2 separate regions of the Sus scrofa genome follow, and region 1 is linked to region 2. The links are chromatin contacts, called in public Hi-C maps. All regions are on one chromosome and are shown on one strand. The core of a region is the stretch at or near the end of the contact, and the rest is flanking DNA. Distances in the headings are between cores, read along the strand shown. Region 1 has its middle 13 kb from the start of TGFBI. Region 2 holds the start of LECT2 (leukocyte cell-derived chemotaxin-2).

Region 1 (5,446 bases), core at 73-2,572, 60 kb before region 2:
ACCTGAATTAGCACATTTCGGAAGCCACAGTGGAACTAGAGTCTGAGTTAGTCCCACTGGTCTATATCATTTAAAAAAAAAAACAAAAAACACCACTCCTGTTGGTAATGTATGGACAACCAGCTGGCTCTGCAGAGTGGTTCTGGACGGATTCTACAAACACTCCCTGAACTCAATACTGCAAGCCCAGCACGGATGAGTCAGTCCTTCTCCAAACACGAGCCGCTCTGTCGGATCTGGGGAGCCGGGCTCACATACAATGAAGTAAGTGCCTGATACACGGCTTGCTAGGAAAGGACCTTCAAAGGGAAGTTGCCGACCACACAGCTCGGTGGGGGATGGGGAGGGCAGCGGAGGGGGGGAGGGGGCCGCAGGGAGTGGGGTTTCTTCCCAGTTTCCCAGAAGAGGTGATTCATCATCGTCGTCGAGGACAGACGGAAGCCAAGTCAGCAAGGTAGACTGCAACACATCACGCCAGAAGCCAGAGACAGGGTTCATTCCAGAGACATATTTGCGGGCCCGGGTTTCTGCTTCTCGTTAGGGCTTTACGGTTCTCAAAGCACAAGAGCCTGAAGGGACGGCTTTCCTGAGCGTCCGTGCTTAGGGGCCAAGGAAAAGGCCGTCTTGATTATTCCACTGAAGATTGTGCTGGGTTTTTGGGTTCTCCACCGTTGGGAAATCTACGAAATATCCTAATGCTTCCTTTTTGGTCCTCCTCAAAAACAGACCCAAACGAGCTAGGTGAACACGTTCCGTATTCCAAAACCAGCAAGCTCCCGGGTGGGCCCCTCGGCCTTGCCCGGCTGTGTTTCGTCTGCATGGCACCATCAGCAGCTAGCTGCACGTGGTGCTGGTGACAAACAAACACTCTCAGGCTCCTCCCAAGCTCTCTAGATGCTTACAGTTTAAAGGAAGCACAGGGGGTGCGGTGAGAAGTGTGCACCTCGGTGTGTCGGCGTGATGTGCAAACAGCAGACTGCACGTGTCCAAATGCACGCATGCACATCCTGCGGAGCCCTTGCAGCAGATGTGGCAGACTTTTGCCGAGCTGGGGAGGGACACGGGGCTCGAGCAGAGCTTATAAAGGCTTGGCGTGGCGACTAAAGTCCAACCCAATACGCAACTTCAAAAAACATGTTTATTTAAGACACAAAGTTCATCCAAGACCCCATAAAAAGACCTTGGCCTGTTTTCAGAGAGTTATTGTGACAGCCGTGGCCTCTTTTTAACTTTGGTTCCTATAATTTACACTGGGGACCTGAGCAGATCACTCCACACCAGTAAATTAATAAACAGAGCAGCAGAAAGGAAGGCTGCAGGGTCATGAGGCCTGGGCTTTCGGGCCTCTTCTTTCTTCATAACCGTTTCCAGATGCGGAGGTTGGCACAGTGTCAGCTTGGTGACAGCAACGAATGCAAGTCCTTCCTCCCCGGCTAACAGCAGGCCGCTACTGGTCCCGGCAAAGGGGCCTGTGGGTGTGTTTTCATCTCAGAGGACATGCTTTGCTGGAAGCATGGCCCGTGTGGCGTGTTTAGCAGGCACAGGCCGTGGGGTTGATGAGAGTCAAACCTAAGAACCTCAGTGCAGGGCATCCTTAGGACAGTGGTCCTGGACGATGCGGAAAGATGGGGGCTGGCTTTGGAGCAAACATCCCATCGCTAGGGAATCGGTACCCACAAAGTCGTTACCCCAGGACCCTGCCCTTAGCACTGAAGAAATGCTTCCTCTACAGCCACGGAGCAAAGGCAAGAAGGCGGCCTGTCCTGACTTCAGGGGGCTCACAGTCTGGGGAGGGGGGCACACATCCATGAAACAAAGCCAGGAGCGCCTGGGCCATCCTATTACGCACGCACATTAAAGGACCCATGAAGGACAGGTGGGCCTGCTTTCAGTAGCGGAATAAGGTGCTCTTGGAAAATGACAGGTCCTGGCACAGTCCAAGTGGCCCGTCTCCATGCCCAGGCACTTCACCTTGGACCTCAGACCGTGGTCAAGGCACCCGTCAGGCTCCAAGAGGCCGATGGGGCCAGGCCGCCAGAGCCAGGGGTCTGGCATTCGGCATCAGTCTTCTTCCACCTTTTGGGAGAGTCTCCTCCTTCTGCTGATGGTTACTTGCCGGGCCACCTGCTCATCCCGACCAGGGAAAATCACTTCTGAATTTTCACAACTGCAAACAGACAAACTGGTTGGACACACACGCGGCCTTCTTCAGTGGACAGGGCGCAAGCGGGCCTGTGTGGTCCCTGACCACCCTGGAGCCAACCGTAAGAAGCAATTTCCTGGCTTTGCAGACCACAAGCAGCACTTACTTGGGGATTTCCAGGAAAATCCCGAGACTCGGAAAGATCCCAGCAAATCCCTGTTTTCGTGCCTCCAGAGACGGATCTGATCTCCGTTGGTTTGGACTGTCAGTGACCAGAGCTTGCTCCCCTGAGTCACAGGCAGAAGTAAATTCTGCAGACCTGAACAGACAGGCCCGGGGTGGGGGGCGGTGGGGAGAAGAGGCAGACGCGTGGCTGGCCAGAGCCACCGTGGGGGAACAAGACAGGCTGAGTCTGTCCGCTGGCGATGGGAGCAGAGTGCAAAGGGACCACCCAGCTCTCCTGTCGCTGTCGCTGACTCTCGGCCCTTCCCTGGTCTCTGTGCCATGAAGTGCCCTGGGTCCCGGCAGGCCTGCCCTCCTCCAGCCTCTGCAGCTGGTCTGTCTGTCTGCTAGGTTTTCTTTAGGGATGGTTTATACTTTGTATGAGAGGCAGGCAGACACAAGGCACACATTTCAGCCCTCGCACAGGCCCCTGGCTTCAGCCCCAGGGCCACTGGGGGTGCACACCCCTTAAAGATGGAAAGCTCCTCAGAGCATGGCTTCCTGGGGCCTCCGAGCATGGCCTCTGCCACAGGGGCCAGCAGATAGGGTTCTGCTAGTCCTTCTCCTGACTCGACTGTGTGGCATGCAGCACGGCCCAGACCAAGGAAGGTGTGACAGGGGCTTCAGAGAAGTTCTAGGCGGCCTCCTTTTCTAGTAAGTTCCATGCTCAGTGGGCATTTACTCGAGTGTCAGTAGTGGGTGCTGCACAGTGGAGCAGTGGAGCAAATACGGAGATAAACATAAAAGAGGTAGAAGATTCCTTGTTTTGCAAGCCTACCATCATCTAGGAGGGCCAACGAAGGGATGAAATCAAATTTAAGACCAGGAAGCCTTCACCTCCACAGCCATGTCTACTAAGGCTCTCCTTGTCCCCCGAGACCGGCGGGTCCTTTCCTACTCCAGGCCTATGAACACACAGGTCATAGATGAGCCTGCTGCCTGGCTTTCACTCGCTGGTTTGATTTTAGTTTAGACAACACTGCCTCCGGGAAGCCCTCCCTGACTTGATGCCCTTTCTCTGGGTTTGCTCAGGCCCCTATGTTTTTCCCCAACTGTGGCATCCGTCAGTGTTGTAACTGTCTGGTGACATCTAGACTCTGGGTCTGGAGGGAGCAGGGGAGAGTGCCTGCTTCCTTCACGACCCTTTTCCCAGCATTTGTTCACTGATAAATTGACATACTGATGGCGCATCTAGAGTGAGCCAGCGCCATGATCGGAGAAGGGAAACGCTGTCAGGAGGCTTCATTTCTTGGGGAAGGACAGAAGCTGGCTGCATGGTGTTCCCACCCCCAACAAGATGTCTGAGCTTCCCTGGGAGTAAAATCTGGGAACCATTCATTAGGGGGGAGGGCGTTCATGTTCAGGGAGCTCTAACCACATGCCGAGACAGTTTTCCAGATGCCAACCACGTGAACAGTATCCGCCATTCGCCCAGAGCTGGCTGCAGGCCAGGCCACTTGGGCTCCCTCATTTGATCTTTCAACAGCCCTGCTGCATGCAGCACTGAACCTTAGAAAGGGTGGGATTGGGCCAAGACTGCAGTCACCGAGCCAAATCTAAAAGTTGATATTTCAAGCTTTTATCATACGTCTAAATAACTGCCAGGGAGGCAGAAATACTGTATTTTGCACACACGCTTCCACGGGGGAGGGGAGGAGGCACGGTGGGACAGTGTTGAGGATGAGGGCGCTCAGGCAGCTCTGCTGTGAAAAAGAGGATTCTGCTTAAAGCTCTGCATGCCCACACATCCCCCAAAGGGCTTCCCGGGGCCTCGAGGGTATGTGCGTTTGGGTTTAAAGTCCCCATTTGCCCCGAAGGTCAGCGAGCCCTAGTGAACAAGGCTGCTGCCCTCCCTCAGCAGGGGTCCAGCATCCCAGAGCAAACCAGGTGAAAGACGCCCAAGGTTTTCTCATCTTTTCCTCCCAGAAGGCGCTCTGCTGGTGTGGCATGGCCAAATCCCACACACCCTTGCTACTCAGATTCTGATCAGCCCCACTCCCACTGAATCAGAATCTGCCACAAACCAGAGGTGCTTAACCTGAGCAGCATCTTAGAATCACTGATCGGGGGAGCTTTTCACAAATCCTGCCACCTGGGGCCATAGCTCAGACCAGTTAAACCAGGGCTCCTGGAGTTCCTGTCATGGCTCAGTGGTTAATGAACTTCACTGGCATCCGTGAGGACAGAGGTTCGATCCCCGGCCTTGCTCAGTGGGTTAAGGATCCGGCATTGCCGTGAGCTGTGGTGTAGGTCGCAGACATGGCTTGGATCCTGCGTTGCTGTGGCTCTGGTATAGGCTGGTGGCTACAGCTCCGATTGAACCCCTAGCCTGGGAACCTCCATATGCCGCAGGTGAGACCCTAAAACAAAACAAATGAAAAAATAGGGCTCCAGTCCTGAGGTCCAAGCACCAGTTTCTTACTGTCACAGGCACGTGTGCAGCAGCGCAGGCCTTCACCACCCCTCACAGCTGCCCACTCACCTCCTCTCCTGGGGCTACCGTGGGGACCCCCAGCCCCTTCCCTAAGCCAGACCCTCCCAACCTGGGCCTGACTCCTTTTTCCAGGCCTTGCTCAAATACTTTCCCACTTTCCAACCAAAGCAGAGGACTCGCTCTTCCCCAAGCAACACCCCAAAGGTTCCCAGACACTCACACCTTTGATTCGTCCTTCGTTCTGTCTCTGGCCCAAATCCTGCCCATCTTTGAGGCGCATCTGAAAATGCCTCCTCCACCTGATCCCCTGTGGCTGGTGGTGACCTCCCATCCTGTGGTACCTTTCTCCCGGCCCTCCCTGGAAAGCTTGGCCCTGTCCAACCCGGCCCCTTAGGCGGAAAGCCTCAAGGGCAGACTGAGCCTGTTCACCCAGGCTCTCGGCTCGACACACAAGAGCGACTCACACACAACTGCACCCTCCGCCCTGCCCCGTTCCCCCAAGCAGAGGGCAGGCCCAGCACAATGCCAGGGCCTGAAACATTCAGGCAGGCCCCGAGAGCTCTTGCAACTCTGCACACCAACTCTGCAGACTACCGCTGGGGATTCTTTGGCCGTGTCAGTGTGTTCCACTAAATTCAAGCTCTTTT
Region 2 (5,132 bases), core at 1,198-3,697:
TGCTGCAGAGGGTAAAATATGGATTTTGGTGTCAGCAAACTGGGAGGCAATTCTCATTTCTTTGCGATTTCCACATCCCAAACTTTCTATTTTCAGGAACATTATCTGCAAAACAGGGCTGGTAGTAACGCATCAAAGGTGTATTAAAAATAACAACATAACCTCTATTTTTTCACTTCTGAAAATTGCTGCAACGTGTAGTGATGGCCATGAAAACACTGTTCCCGGGGCCCCGTCTACGGAGGATAACTGACCAAGGTCTCCAGCTTCTGTGCCTTGAAGTCCATCACCTCACCTGCAACTGAGACCACGCCTTGTACTGGCTGCTCCCCACCAATGACTGTGCTGGACGGAGGCTATTGAGGTAGCCCCCTTCCTGGAGACACAGCCCTCCTCTGTGTCTGCTCTGGTGAGAATAATAGAATAACTGAGCAGAGTGCCCGACACATAAGCTGCCCTGCACAGTGCCTGGCATTACAGCTAAAAACGCCAGCCCAATTCTGCAGGCTAATTCTCCCAGCTTTCATTCTTAGAGACCCCATGAAGGAAAAAGCCTCTTTGAATTGGATAGTATCACCTTATGGTTGGTGGCATTGTTGTCATACGCAGTCCCACCAATCTAAGCTTTTATGTGTTTTATAGGAATATGTGTTGGATTTTGCATTTTGATGGATGAAAATGTATACATGTTTAAACCAAACAGAACCCAAACCAGAGACAAAAAACAATTCGGGGGAGTTCCCATCGTGGCTCAGTGGTTAGCGAATCCGACTAGGAACCATGAGGTTTCGGGTTTGATCCCTGGCCTTGCTCAGTGGGTTAAGGATCCAGTGTTTCCGTGGGCTGTGGTGTAGGTCGCAGACGCGGTTTGGATCCTGCATGGCTGTGGCTCTGGCGAAGACCGGTGGCTACAGCTCCAATTAGACCCCTAGCCTGGGAACCTCCATGTGTCACAGGAGTGGCCCAAGAAATGGCAAAAGACAAAAAACAAAACAAAACAAAAACAAAAACAATTCAGATTTGCTGCACTCATTTTTTTCTTCTCGTGGGCTGACTCAATTTTTTGGATATATTCAATGCATAGGCCTTCCACACTTTACACATTAGATGCCTCCTGGAGAGACCGTGTGTGAAGTAAAAAGTGGAATACACCCTAACTGGTGTTGTTTAGTTACTGCTCTGTAACCTACCACCCCAGAACTCAGTGGCTTCAAATGACAACCAGTTATTCTTGCTCATACACGTACGAGGCATGCTAGGCTGGCCTCAGGCGGGGGGTGACTTGGCTAGGGCGACTCTGCTCCATGCCACCCACATTCTCTTCCTGGTGCCAGCAGGTTGGTCCAGGAACGCTCTCCTTACAATGACGGCGAATGGAAAGTCACAGACCCTGTATGGCTCATGCTCTACTGACGCACTGTCACTTCTGGCTCATTTTATTGGTCAGAGCAAGTCATGCTGATGAACCCCAAGTCATGAAAACCCCTCTGCCCGCAATGGGACACTGCAGGGAGGGTGACAAACCAGGGTCACCAACTGTCTCCTACTGACAAGTGACTAAAGCAGGGATGAACTAATATTTACCATAACAGGAGGAGATTCTAACATATGTTGGAATATGCACAAAAGTCTAAAGAATAACATAACAAACTTTTACGTATCTACATTTAATAATTAGTAAATTCATTTTTAAATTATTTGCCTCTGATCTTTTTCTGTTTTATAAATAAAGTATTTTAGGGTTTAAGCACGTTGCATATGCTTTCCCAATTCTACTTCTCTCCCTCCGCAGAGATGGCTATTATCCTAAAATCAGTCTGTGCATATTGTATTTTTACTCCATATGCAGCTATTGGCAAAGATTTTTGTTTTCAAGTATTAATAAGTGGTTTAACACCGTGCACATCATGTGAAAAGTACCTTTTTTATTCAACAGTGTTAAACAGTCGATCTAGCTGTTAAGACACACAGAATGCCTCCACTTTAACTGATAAAATATATTCTGTTATGATTATACTCCATTGTATGACTATATCGTAATTCCTCTTTTCCTATACTAAGGGCACTCGGGATGTTATTTTAAATTATTACAAACAAGCGAGTTTTTAAAATCGCATATTTAAAGGAAAGAAATATAATTTTATCAAAATAGTAAAATTATTTGCAAACATTACCCAGATAAAAAATAACTGATAATCAAAAAACAAAACACCCAAGTGATATACTAACAAATACATTAGAGGGGGTCACAGATTATTAATGGTCTTTTCTGAAATATGTCCTACCCCGGAAATGAAAGATCTACTCGCAGACAGTCCCAAATATTCCATTTTTCATGTCAATATTCTCCCACCGGCCACAGCCCAGAGACAGTCACTCTTGGCCGAGCCTTATCACTTTCTGTTAATATTTAGTTAGCATCATTGATAAAGTTAACCTTTTCCCAACAAAAGCCTTTACACAGGTCCTACCTGTGAACCAAACAGCTACCCATGGCCTGTTAGAATCTGACTGCCTCCATTCTCTTATTTTTTGCATGTCTCACACCAAATTAAAGAAATGAGAGATTCAGAATTCTAAGGCTAATTAGCTCGAAAACACCCGTCTGAACTTGGATATTCTTCAAGGAGAGGGCAGGGGCAGTCCTGACTACCCGAGGAACACGTATCCAATGGGAGGCCAAAGCCCCATGTTTTTCACTGGAGTCCTTTTGGCTGTTTTGATTTCGCCTGGTAAGTCAAAATTACAATTTTAGAATCCTGGCTAATTTTTTTTTTTGGGGGGGGGGGATTTTGACTAATTTTAAAACTGATTTTAAGGATGGATTTTCAAGCATCAGTAATCAAAATCACAACAGAAACTTGTATATTTGCTTGTTGAAATGGACTAGGAAGAACACACAGGGGAGGGGGTGATTCTCCATCATTTCCGGCGGGAAGCTCTGCTTCTTTACTAAAGGAGACATAACCATGGAAGAGGAGGACTTTAAGAAAAACCTTTCAGTCTGAGTCCAGGACTTCAATGGAACAAAAGTTAAATATAAAAAAGTTGTGTAAGAATCTGATTTAGAAATTTTCTGACACGGAGACTGGTGTGGATTGGGACCAGCGGAACCCTCCCTTAACTGTCACAGCAGGAGAGAAAATAAATACATTAATAAACGGTCTAATACATGCCTTAATTCCTAAGGGTAAATATTAGTTGCCAAAATTATTTGAAGCTTGGCACCGAGGTATAAGTTTTTCTTTTCTTTTCTTTTTAGGGCCTCACCTGCAGCATATGGAAGTTCCCAGGCCAGGGGTCAGATTGGAGCTTCAGCTACTGACCCATGCCACAGCCACAGCCACGGCCACGTGGAATCCAAGCCTCATCTGTGACCTACACAAGAGCTCACAGCAATGCCAGATCCATAACCCACTGAGCAAGGCCAGGGATCAAACCCGAGTCCTGATGGATACTAGTCGGGTTCATTACCACTGAGCCACAGCGGGAACTCCAAGGTATAAGATTTTTGAAACCCATCTTTTGGAGGTATCTTAAAGAATATGCTTAATGACCACATTCTGCAGCTTCTCTTCATAGTACACATATTCATGAAGGGCAAAGAATCTTTAAAATAAACTTAACCACCAAATTAGCAGATGCCTGCTTTTGCTTCTGTTTTTGTTTGTTTTGAAGTCAAAGGATGAGTCTGTTGATGCATCTCTCTGTAAATGTTAACAATTGGAAGTATGGAAAATTTAATTCAATTGAATATTTATCAAATGCTTACTATATTAAAGAGAAGTTGTACTTCTCGGAAACAAAGTTTGAACAAAACGCACTAAGAGAGCCATCCTCTCCTCCGTGCTTCACTGCATCATTATTTTTCTTATAATTATTTTATCCCCTCCCCTACCTTCTCACTCCACGCTAGGCTAAATTAGTTTGACATGCTCTTATTTCTAAGACTTTCCTCTTCCACAATTGCAAATATGAAAGAGGTTTATTGAGTGTTAAATAAACTTTGCTGGTTCAGAGTTTGCATCTCCCTTAATTCAAACATTTTCTTAGATTTGATTATCAAGACTAACAACAAAGGACGTTTCAAAGTTCTTCAGAATTTCCAGAATTACTTCTCATTTCTAGAATTACTTCTTTGAGCCATGCTGCTTGCTGATTTTGTTTAACCTAAGCACAGCGATCCCGTGCCAAGCCATGAGCACAGAAAGTCTGAGACACACCATCTACATCATTTATTAGGGGATAATCTGAAACAAACTATAATAATAGAGGTTAATGCTTATCAATAAACATACTTACCAATACTCTATATGCCATAAAAGAGATTTCTGTGGCCAGGAGAAAAGCCAGTTTTATATGTGACTCAGAGTTCAAGGAAGACTACTTCGGAAACCACAGAAAATTAGGGGGAAAGTATAGTGCAAACAGAACTTGTCGATTCACCAAGAGACATAATGAGATTGCAATTATGTGCTCCGGAAATCTACTTCTCATGTTTCTTCTCTTTAGCACTGGCTGGACCGTGGGCCATTATATGTGCCGGCAAGTCTTCCAATGAGATCAGGACGTGTGACAGCCATGGCTGTGGCCAGTACACTGCTCAGAGGTAACGGGGTGTCACCAAGAACCATGAACTCTTTTGGCTCTTAACCTCTTTGCTTAGTGTCTTTGCCTTATGTTTCTGCAAATGCTCACAGTAATCTCCCTCCTGATAGCAGGAAAACTCAGAGACGAGTCCAGTTAGTTACGCAACTGTCTGGAGCAACCTCCAAGAACGGTCCTTCAACCACGGGCTCTGAACTGAGCACAGAGCTTGAACAGGACCAGAGAGAGGGGAGCAACCAGTGTTCTCCCTCTCAACCTTTACACAGGGTCACGCATCTCACCTGGTTTTTCCAAGGTGAAAACCAACATTCCGGTAATTTTATAGTATGCCGTTTTATAGGTGAGGAACTTCAACTGGGGCACCAAGGGGCTCTAAGGGATCTGCCAAACACAGTTGGACATGGTGAGGGCTAGACTAGGATTCAGGCTTTTGGATTCTCTTCCCATCAAACCATGGTGTTACCAAGCCAGGCTCTGGGACCTGAGCACCAGAGGCTGGCCCTAAGCAGGTGATTTCTGCCAGA

Evidence for each region. Hi-C and Micro-C count contacts between places; a contact is called where the count stands out from the background.
Region 1: a Hi-C map of liver shows a contact between it and region 2, with 1.6 times the contacts expected there. The contact joins the enhancer-like site here to the promoter of LECT2 in region 2. A contact is called at or near these places in 4 of 47 Hi-C or Micro-C datasets (embryonic fibroblasts, fetal liver and liver) and 1 of 2 datasets of contacts at active chromatin or transcription factors (skeletal muscle).

What each region holds. Positions count from the first base shown.
Region 1 is chr2:138,176,212-138,181,657 of Sscrofa11.1, reverse strand. No RefSeq gene overlaps it. Among named protein-coding and RNA genes, the nearest start is that of TGFBI, 13 kb to the left of the region's middle. Within about 2 kb of position 1,322, at least 22 of the 83 cell types and tissues checked have an H3K27ac peak or open chromatin away from gene starts, as enhancers often do. A contact at or near this core is called in embryonic fibroblasts, fetal liver and liver, where this site is marked.
Region 2 is chr2:138,117,600-138,122,731 of Sscrofa11.1, reverse strand. LECT2 (leukocyte cell-derived chemotaxin-2) reads left to right here and starts at 2,447. Exons shown (of 5, transcript XM_021084783.1): 1 at 2,447-2,732; 2 at 4,513-4,609. The coding sequence starts at 2,672.